2 separate regions of the Capra hircus genome follow, and region 1 is linked to region 2. A link is a contact called in public Hi-C data. All regions are on one chromosome and are shown on one strand. Each heading gives the region's core, a stretch centred on a gene start, on an enhancer-like site or on the middle of the called end of the contact. The rest is flanking DNA. Distances are from core to core; before and after follow the strand shown.

The links. A called contact is a pair of places that touch in the nucleus more often than the background predicts.
Region 1: a Hi-C map of blood shows a contact between it and region 2, with 4 times the contacts expected there. The contact joins the promoter of RBM38 here to the enhancer-like site in region 2. A contact is called at or near these places in 2 of 5 Hi-C or Micro-C datasets (both in blood).

The regions. Positions count from the first base shown.
Region 1 is chr13:58,063,843-58,069,146 of ARS1.2, reverse strand. RBM38 (RNA-binding protein 38) reads left to right here and starts at 3,273. Exons shown (of 4, transcript XM_018057629.1): 1 at 3,273-3,704; 2 at 4,464-4,587; 3 at 5,065-5,119. The coding sequence starts at 3,468.
Region 2 is chr13:58,023,252-58,028,561 of ARS1.2, reverse strand. No RefSeq gene overlaps it. Among named protein-coding and RNA genes, the nearest start is that of RBM38, 40 kb to the left of the region's middle. Within about 2 kb of position 3,176, at least 2 of the 5 cell types and tissues checked have an H3K27ac peak or open chromatin away from gene starts, as enhancers often do.

The DNA of each region.
Region 1 (5,304 bases), core at 2,024-4,523, 40 kb before region 2:
ATGCCCCATGTCCTCTTCCGGGCAGGGCGGGAGCGCTAGGGGCTCGCAGCGATCCTGCCGGACACGGGCAGAAAACGTCGGGCACGGGTCCTGCGCGCTCTGCCTTTCTAACCCGGTATTCCCGCCCAGGGCGGCCGACCACCTGGGGTCTGAACCCTCCAGATGCCGCGGCGTCAGCACGTGCTCAGCAGACGCCGGCCGCCCAGGGCGCAGCCTCACTCCCTGCGGCGCCCCTCCCCGCGCGGCCGCTCGATCGGTAGGGGCGCGGAGTGGGCGGGGCGGGACCGGCCCGGGCGGTGCTGGGACTTGTAGGACTTGTAGGCTTGGCCCCCCGCGCCCTGCTCCCGCCGCCTAGAGGCCCAATCACGGAAGGGGAAACTGAGGCCGGCTGAAGGCATCCAACGTGTCCAAGATCGCGCGGCTGCAAGATGGCCGCCTTCCCTGGCCCATCAAGTGTAGATGACACTTTAGCAAAGTTTTCCAAGGGCGCGCTGAGAGTCCTTTCTCTAGTGGAGAGCTCTCCTCGGCTCTTTCCTTCCACCATGCATTCATTCACTCAACAAACCTGTCCTCGGGGACTTCTGCTTGCCAGACCGTACAGTTTGAGGAAAACATCCAAGGCCCCACCTCGCAGGGGCGAGAGAGAACTTAAATCCGCGAATAGGGGACCAGGGTTTGGGGAGGTGAAAAGTGCAATGAAAGGATAAGAGCAGGCTAAAGGGCAGGTGGTGTGACACAGCCCTGAGGCAGGAGTGGGCCTGGGGAGCTGGAGGAAACACCGAGGACAAGACGAGAAATAAGGGGAGTCAGAAAAGTGTGTCCCCAGGGGACTCCGTGAAGACTCAGGGCTCCATTCCCAGCGTCAGGGGCCTGAGGCGGGCGTCTTGTGGGAAGCAAGGATTAGAACAGTGGGTGCCTGGGGGAGAGTGGAATTAAGGAGTCGGGGGCTTCGGGCACAGCTGGTCTGGGCCTGGGGTCAAATATAACCTGACAGAGAATGTACTGTATAATCGCAAGACTAGTTAAACATCTCGCCTGCCTTCCTGTGCCCCTCAACCCCGCTTTGAGCAGTGTCAGCTTAAAAAAAGGTGCACAGCTAGAAGCTGAGGATTGTATTTTATTCAGTGGGCTTTATGCAGACTCAGACCCTGGAAGCAGTCTCTAGGATAGCCCAGAGGGAGTGCTCCTAAGTGTGAGAGAGTGTTGCTAAGCGATAAAGGAGGGGCCAGGATACAGGGAGTTTTTGTAACAAAAACCCCAAAGTTGAACATCAAAGGATTCTTGTAAATTAAAGAAAAACCAGACAAGTTAATGAATTTAGCACTTTTGTATGCATGCAAAGATGCAAGAGTCTGGGCTCCTAGAAATCATTCCTTTGATGTGCACCTTAACCATCTAGGATCAGTATCTTGTCCCCACGGCACTCCCCCCCCACCCAACCTGAATCCCCTCAGGGTGTAGTCAGGTGGCTACAGTGGCTGATGGCTTAATGTCCACTGCACAGGACATCACGATGCTGGTGCCTGGACATACGGAGGGTTTGAGACCCTCAGGGCCTGGCTCTGCGTAGCTGTGTGACTCACTGCTGGGGGATGCTGGTGCTGGGGCCTTGGGTTCAGTGCTCTGGTCAGACAGGAAGTTCCTAGTAACTTTGAACAAGCGGCCTTGACAATTCTGAAGCAGGTCTTGCTACAGAGTCCCAGCGGTGGGCCCTATGGTTGGGGAAGGGACAAAGAGAATGGCACTGCCCTTTCTGTTTGCTTTCCCCCAGATGTTGCCAACAGAGAGAGGAATCCCGAGCCCTGAGATGGACTTCTGATGAGGCCAGAATTACTTCCCCTGCCCAGTCACTTTATCAGAGGGGCTTCAGGGACCACTCTGGCCATTCCTGGATGGCAGTGCCCTGATTTATTTCCTAATGGGTAATATATTGTATAGTTAAAAATCAGAGATATTACTTTGCCGACAAAGGCCTGTCTAGTCAAAGCTATAGTTTTTCCAGTAAGTCACATATGGATGGGAGAGAGTTGGGACTATAAAGAAAGCTGAGTGCCAAAGAATTGATGCTTTTGAACTGTGGTGTTGGAGAAGACTCTTGAGAGTCCCTTGGGCTGCAAGGAGATCCAACCAGTCAAGCCTGAAGGAAATCAGTCCTGAATATTCCTTGGGAGGACTGATGCTGAAGCTGAAACTCCAATACTTTGGCTATCTGATGCAAAGAACTGACTCATTGGAAAAGACTGATGCTGGGAAAGAGCAAAGGCAGGAGGAAAAGGGGACGACACAGGATGAGATGGTTGGATGGCATCACCGACTCAATGGACATGAGTTTGAGCAAGTTCCGGGAGTTGGTGATGGACAGGGAAGCCCGGCATGCTGCAGTCGATGGGGTTGCAAAGAGTCGGACACGACTGAGCAACTGAACTGAACCCGTTTATTTGTCTTGTTCATAGCGGCTTGGTGGGGCTAGAGTGTGTTCTGTGCATTTCTGCATCCCCCACACCCTAATAAATATTCCTTGAATGAATTATATTCGTGTATATAGATCACACACCCACACTCTAAAATTCCTCGAACTAATTATATTCATGTATATAGACCACAGACACACACACACGCATGCACGCATACACACATACATTCTCAACAAACGGGGCTTCCCAGGTGGCTCTAGTGGTAAAGAACCTGCCTGCCGGTGCAGAAGACATAAGAGATGAGGGTACAGTCTGTGGATTGAAAAGATCTCCTGGAGGAGGGCATGGCAACCCACTCCAGTATTCTTGCCTATAGAATTCCAAGGACAGAGGAACCTGGCAGGGTATAGTCCGTGGCGGTCACAAAGAGTGGGACACTACTGAAACTACTTAGCACCTGTGCATAAAGACAAAACTCATTTCACCTTCAATACGTTGTTGTACTGGAGGCAGCACTGGGAGAAACGTCGACTCACTAAACACGATCTGAATCGTGTACATCTGGTTCGCTAGATTGTGATCTATACGAGGAGAGGGGCCCAGAACCCAGCGAGCACGGAACAGGTGCCCTAGAAAACCCGGATGTTTTCCCTCCGCAAGTGCGCGCCCTGCTCCAAGTGCTTCCCCACCGCACGTGGGGCGCGGTGGGGCGGGACCTGGACTACGCTTCCCGGCGCTCCTCGCGCGCCCGGGGCGGGGCGGGGCTGAGGCTGGGGGCGGGGCCGGCTTTATAGGGAGGGGCCTGGGCGGGCCGGGGGCGGGGCCGGGGCGGGGCCGACTACAAAGCCCGCGGGGCAGGCGCTGAGGCGCAGGGTGCCCGCAACGCCGGCTGGAGCGCAGCGCAGCGCAGTGAGGCGCGCACGGCGGGAGCGGCCCGCGCGTGGACGGGCCTGGCGGCTAGACCGGCGCCCCTGCTGCCCCGCTCGCCCCCCCACCGCCCTCAATGAGCGCAGCCCCACGCGGCCCGGGTCCGTAGGCGGCGGGGCGCCCCCCATGCTGCTGCAGCCCGCGCCGTGCGCCCCGAGCGCGGGCTTCTCGCGGCCCCCGGCCGCCCACGGCGCCATGCACGGCTCGCAGAAGGACACCACGTTCACCAAGATTTTCGTGGGCGGCCTGCCCTACCATACCACCGACGCCTCGCTCAGGAAGTACTTCGAGGGCTTCGGGGACATCGAGGAGGCCGTGGTCATCACCGACCGCCAGACGGGCAAGTCTCGCGGATACGGCTTCGTAAGTGGCCCCGCGGCCGGACGCTCCCGCCCCGCACTTATCGCGGCCGGGGCGCTGAGTCAAGCGGCGGGCGCACGCCAGCCCCGGGCGCCTCCCGCCGGCTCGGCACCTGCTGACCGTTCTCGGGCTGCAGCCGGTCCTGACCCCGTCTCCCTGCCCCCACGCCACGCCGGCTTTAAAAGGGAGAGCCGCTCTGTTCAATTAGGACTCTTCTAAGTTTGTGGAGAGGTTTTGGGGACGGCCGGCTACTTTTCGGCACTTCCTGGAGCAACAAGCGAGCGAGGAACAGGGCTTCACCCTGGGGCACCTAGGAGCCTTTGAGCAACCCGTGTTTTATTTTCCAGCAACTCCCACAGACACCCCAAACAACCTAAGTCAGAGTCGGCCTGAAGACACTTCTCTTACTCCTTTTCTAACTAGGGTGTCCCCAAACCCCTCCCGTGAGGAAACTGGTGGTCCCCACGGGCCGGGTAGGCCAGGCCAGGACCCCTCCCTCCCTTCGGGTTTCGCTGTCGTCCCAGGGGATTGTTTTTGCCCTTCAAGGCCGCGTTTCTTAGCGCTTGAACTCGGAGGGAGGAGCTGGGGTCCAAGGGCAGCTTTGGGGTGGGGGCCCTAGGCTGGACGGGGGCTGGGCGGATGCCTTGGGTAGCGGGCACCTGGAGTCAGGAGAAGTGAATGCCGGGGTGCCTGGGCTCTAGAGCCCACTCTCTGCTTCCCCCACCTTCTGGGGAAGCCCCTGATGCCTCTGTGCTCCTCCAGGTGACCATGGCCGACCGGGCAGCCGCAGAGAGGGCTTGCAAAGACCCTAACCCCAACATCGATGGTCGCAAGGCGAACGTGAACTTGGCCTATCTGGGTGCCAAGCCGCGCAGCCTCCAGACGGGTGAGAGTCCCTGCTTTCCTGTGCTTCTGGTTGCTATATTCAGCCTTGGTATCTGCCGGGTGGAAGAGGCGGCCCCCCCCTCACCCTGCTCTGCTCCAGGAGTAGCAGTTGGCTGTCATGTGCTCCAAGAGAGCCGTCACAGGGCAGTCATCCCCCAGCTCCCAGCTCGGAAGTCGAACCCCTTCCTCCGGCAGCGTGTGCCGGTGGGACAGGGCGAGGAGGGCAGATCACCCGCTTGTCAGCTGTCCTCACCGGAGGGAGGAAGTGGGTCCCAGAGCTGGAGCTCGGGAGGACGCTAGCCCAGCGGCTGCTGCCCCTCAGCTCTGTGGGCCCCCTTTTGCTGGGAGTTCTGGGGTTCAGGTGGAGGTGCCTGGGAGGGGAGAGGAAGCTGTTTACCCCTTTAGACTAGAGGTGGAGGGCTGTAGGGGTCTTCCCTTGGTGATGCTGGGCCCCTCCCTAACTGGTCTCTCATTTTAGGCTTTGCCATCAGCGTGCAGCAGGTGCCCCCTACTTTGATCCAGCGGACTTACGGGTGAGTGGACGTGGTCGGCTGGGGCCGGGGGGCGCACAGCCCTTGGAGACTAGGTCAGGGCACTGTGGGCTTCCTGGGTCTCCCCGTGCAGGTGGCCCTCGGTCTGAGGGAGCCTCTCACCCCAGGACCGCTGACCCCCCGGCATTGGTGGCACTGTCTGCAGCTCCCGTTCTCTATCTGAGGCC
Region 2 (5,310 bases), core at 1,927-4,426:
GAACATCTGCTGAGCCCCTATCCTATATTAGGCTCTGGCCCAGGCCTGCCAGAGCACGGATCAGCTCCATGAATCCTCCAAAGACTGTGAAAGACATGGTTCCCATCGACCCATTCTGCAGATGAGGACACTGAGGCTCAGTGAGCTCCTGACTCAGAAGCCCATGCCCTGAAACAAGAGGCCCACTTCAAAAGTCAAATCTGGCCCAGCCCCTTTTCTTTTAAAACCAAGGTCTGGAGAGTTGAAGGCTTCTGCAACAGACCTGGCCTGTGCGCCACAGAGCCATGTTCCGGCTTTCCCCACCCGAGTTGCCTGGCTTGTTGGTGCTGCCTGGGCCCCGGAGGCTGAATTCATTTCACCACACTTCCTCTCCCCACGGGGACTGTCTCAACTTGGGGTGAACCAACCCCAGGGTTAATCAGAGCGCCACTTCCTCTTCCCGGAGAAGACCTCTCACAACCTGCCTGCTATAATTAGCCCCCGGCCTACCCTCCCTGGCTGGGTGTGGCTGGGCCTGCGGCTGCTTCCCTTCTGGCCTTGCAGAGGGGTTTCCACGCTGCTTCCCAAGAACCCCAGGAGCCTGCAGGGCAGGGGTTGTGTAGGGGGGATGCTCAGGCTCCCAGGCCCAGGATGGGGATTCCTCCGGCTTCTGGACGGGCTCTCCCCTTCTCCCCCCTGACCCCCTGCAGCACCCCTACCCCGGGGGATATCAGGCAATGTCTGGAGGTGTCTTTGGTTGTCATCGCTGGGCAGGGGGTGCTCCTGGAATCTCAGAAGAAGAGGCTAGGGGAGCTGCCACACAGCCCTCAGTGCCCAGGCTGGTCTCACCACAGAGAATGTTCACGGGGCTGAGTCTGGGGGACAACATAGTAGTGAGTGGCCGGGGGGACAGCGGAGGAGAAGAGGTGGCCAGGATCAGAGTGGTGTCCTGCAGAGTGGACAGGACAGGATAATGTCTCATGGTGACAAGGGCTTTGTTGAGGAGGAGCTTGAAAGGGGCCCACTGAGCAGAGACTTGAGTGATGGGGGAGATGTGGGGGGAATCTTTAGGGAGAGGGAGGCAGGTGCAAAGGTAGGTGGGAAAGGATTTTGAATGTGGGTGAGGAAGTGAGATGAAGCCCGGGAGGAAGACAGGGGTCATTTCCTGCAGAGTCTCACGGGCTGAGAAACAGGAGTTTCACTTTTTGTTGTTTAGTTGCTAAGTCGTGTCCTACTCTTTTGTGACCCCACTAACTGTAGCCTGCCAGGCTCCTCTGTCCGTAAAATTTCCCAGGCAAGAATACTGGTTGCCATTCTTCTCTCCAGGGGATCTTCCTGACCCAGGGATTGAGTCTGTCTCCTGCTTGGCAGGTAGATTCTTTACCACTGAGACACCTGGGAAACCCAGGAGTTTCACTGGCAGCCTCTAAAAACAAAAGTGCTGAGAGGACTGGATGGGGCGTTCAGCTTGAATTGGGTGCCCCTGGCCAAGCGATTTTGGAAAAATTACTCTTTGGGGCTCCAGTTCCCTCTCTGTCACCCTAGGGGCAGTGCTACGATCCAGTCCTCCCAGGGGCCTCCTGTGAGGGGCTGGGATCAGGACTCAGGTGGGTAGGTGACTTTCCATTCTGTTCTGAGTGTTTAAGAGTGACCCACGAGAGCTATAAACTTGAGTCCCAAGTGTGGGTGACCTCCAAGACCCAGGCAAAGGTCCAACAAGCTCAGGCGTCATTGCAAAGTGGACAAACGTCCACAGGACTGTTGGAGAGCCCTCTTCAACAGCGACCCCATGTGGTAGTAAGCGGCCATGGCAGCAGTGAAGTTTAGGGGGAACAGGCCCCACCCCTACCTGTGGGTTGAAGATGACCTAGGGATCCTTGGACCATTCAAGGTGTGGGAGGACCCAAAAAGGAGATTCCAGGCATCTTGCTAACACAGCACCTGGGAGTTTGAGTGATTAAGGAACAAAGAGAGAAAATCATTGCAGTATCATAACTCGAATGAATTTATTCTGATGTCATTAGTCTGGAAGGAAAGTTTCCCGATACTCAGGGGCTCTAGGAGAGTTAGGGGTGAGAAGCGGGTGGCCAATGGGGCAGGAATGGAGCCTGTTAGGTTTCTGGCTTGTTGCTCTGAGAATGCAATCAGTTCCTCTGGCCCCTCCTTGCTTCCTCCCAGCCAGGGTGCCTGCAACCCCATCCCAGAGAAGCATTTCCTCAGCTGGGAAAACTCAGGTGAAGTGAAGGCAGGAGATGGGGGTGGGTGGGGGCAGAAGCTCTCACCACGTTCCCATGCTACAACCCTCTCCCGTCTCCCTTCCTACTCAAAAGGCGCTTTCCTTGTGGACCCATCAAAGGATGTCACAGAGGCCACTCAAGAAACATTGAAAAAGAGTAAACAAGTCATTTACCCCTGCGAGAGTGTAGACAGCCGCTACCTGGAAGAATGCACAGCCTTGTAGGCAAAGAAAGAAATGCAAACAAAAGCCTGCTACATGCTGATTCAATTAGGAAACAATTACAAGATGATAAAGCCCAGTGCTGGCAGGGGTGTGGGGAAAGTGACACATCAGCTTTGCTATAAACAGATTCAGAGTTTTAAGCTCAGTCTGTCTTCCTGAAATAAGCACTGAGAAACTGCATAGACCCTCTGACCCAGCATTTTGGCTTTTGGCAAATTGTGGCCTTGTTTAAACGTGGAAAATAGAAAAAAAAAAAAAAAAAGCAAGCCAAAACCCCCAGATACCCTGTGCTACTTTCGGGGGAGTACTCAACTACTTGAAATGCTGAACATGTATTACCTCTTTAACATTATAGCCGCTCTGTGAGGTGCGTGATTTCTGAGGCTTCTTTTCAGAGATGAGGACCTAGAGGGCCCTGGAGTCCGGCCCTCCCAATCAGGTGGTGAGCAGCAGAGCTGAGGTTTCAACCCAAGCTGCCCCACCGGAAACTTGGGGGTTCCTACCCCACATTACTGCTCTGTATCATGAAGGCAGAATTGTTGGCCAAAGAGACAGCTGCTGTGTGTGTGTGTGTGTGTGTGTGTGTGTGTGTGTGTGCGCGCGCGCGCACGCGTGTGCGCTGTCACCAGGATGCTACCAGAAGACAAAGGAGTTTCTTTCTGCTTCCTCTTGATGGTAAATGTGCGCCTGCCACCCAGCAGGCATGCCCTGGCCTGTGGTTCTGGAATGTGGGTGAGCTGCCACCCTGGAGGCCTGCCGTTGGTGGCCGGTGTTGGTGGGCCAGGCCCAGCCCACAGACCTGGCCGGTGCGCGCGCTCTGTGTTTGTCCAGGGAATCAAGCCAACAACCTTCATACTGCCTGGATGGGAGCTGAGCGGTTGAACTGATGCCCAGAACCCTTGTATTTTCCCCGCAAGCGGAAACTCCGGTGGCCTCGTGGCGGGAAGGGCAGTGACAGCTCTAGGCACCTGTGGCTTCAAGGAGGACACACATGACTGTTTGAAGATGCTCTTGGCACAAGGCAGAGCTTGGATTCTCTGCCTCCCAGGAGGGGACACATCCCCATGGCCTGTCTGAGACTAGTGTGAGTGCCGACACGCTGTGAACTCTCCGGGAGCAGAGGCTCCTGTTCTTGGGACCGTCCGTCTCCGTCTCTAGAGAGCAGGCTTGGCCCGCGTGAATTGGTTGAAAATGTGGGGCCCAGGCTGTCATGGCTGAGGGACGCTTGGTGTGTGGTAGGCGTGGGGCACGGGGGCAAAGGCCATCCCTTTTCAACGATTTTTCTGTCCTTGGTTCAGCCTGGTGCTCGCGTATCTTGATGGCCGGCCATTCCCTGCCTGTCCCTCTTCTGAGCTAAGAGAGACTGAGGACAGGCAACATGATTTGCTTTCACCATGCTCACTTTCAGAGTTATCCTCTATTAGTGGCAAGTTTTCATGCTGGTTTTCCATTTACTTTTGATGATATAGATTTTCCTTTTAAAATAAACTTACTTAAAAAAAAAAAAAAAAAGGTGCTGTTGTCTAGTGGCTCAGCCATATCTGACTCTCTCTGACTCCATGGACTGTAGTGGGCCAGGCTCCTCTGTCCACGAGATTTTCCAGGCAAGATTACTAGAGTGGGTTGCCATAAGCTTACTTAAGTGAAAAAAAAAAAAAAAAAAAAAAAAGCAAAACAGGTGAGTCATTCCAAATAAAAATATGAAGCCAATGATAGATGAGGTGGAAATGGTCAGATGTAGAGGTGGGCCCTCAGCTAGGAGTCCTCATTGGTCCCCAGTGAGATCATCCTGGATTGTGTGGGTCTTGCCCACCCCTCCCCTTGGGTCTAGGTGACCAGTTCTTGAGTCTCTGGGAACTTTGGCCTCCTCGTCCCTTCCTCCTCTCTCTTTCTTCTTTTTCATTTTTCCCAAACTTTTTATTTTGTATTGGAGTATAGCCAATTAACAGTGCTGGGATAGTCTCAGGTGGACAGAAAAGGGACTCAGCCATACATACACATGTATCCATTCTCCCCCAAACTCCCCTCCCATCCAGGCTGCCCCATAACATTGAGAAGAGTTCTCTGTGCTATACAATAGATTCTTGTTGCTTATCCATTTTAAATATAGTTGTGTGTTCATGTCCGTCTCAAACTCCTTAACTATCCCTCCCACCATTCTTCCCCGCCAGGAACCAAGAATTCATCCTCTAAGTCTTCCCTCCTCTTTCTTCTTACCTCCTCTCCCTCCTGCCAAGACAGGGTCAGGAAGCATCTTTAGGTCCAGTGCAGATGCCGGCTGTTGCCATGCTGGTTTGAGGGTTTCCTTATGGGGAGGGTGGCTGGGCTGTCCTGGCTGTGGGCTCTCATTTTCCCAACTCTTCCTTTCCCACTTCATTAGGCCCATGCATCAGTTCTTAGCTGGCCTGTTCATTAGAGAGGTTTTCCAGGATGAAGTGCAGCTTAGGAGAGAAAGCGTCATATTTAATAATGACAAGAATGCACGTTCACTGAGTGGTTACTGCAGACTGGGTTTTGTGCTAAGAGCTCCTATGGCATTAACTCATTCACTCCTCCCCTTAATCCTGAGGTCATCTTTGATTCCCACACCCTCTTACTCCCCATCGCTTGTACCCTGTTGACTCTTTTTTTAAATTAATTTTTATTGGAGTATGGTTGCTTTATAATATTGTGTTAACTTCTGCACAGCAAAGTGAATCAGTATGTATATGAATATACATATTCATATTCATATATCCCCCCTTTTTTTGGATTTACTTCACATTTATGTCACCACAGAGTGCCAAGTAAGGTTCCCTGAGCTATATATTAGGTTCTCATTAGTTATATATTTTATACATAGTATTAATGGGGCTTCCCTGGGGGCTCAG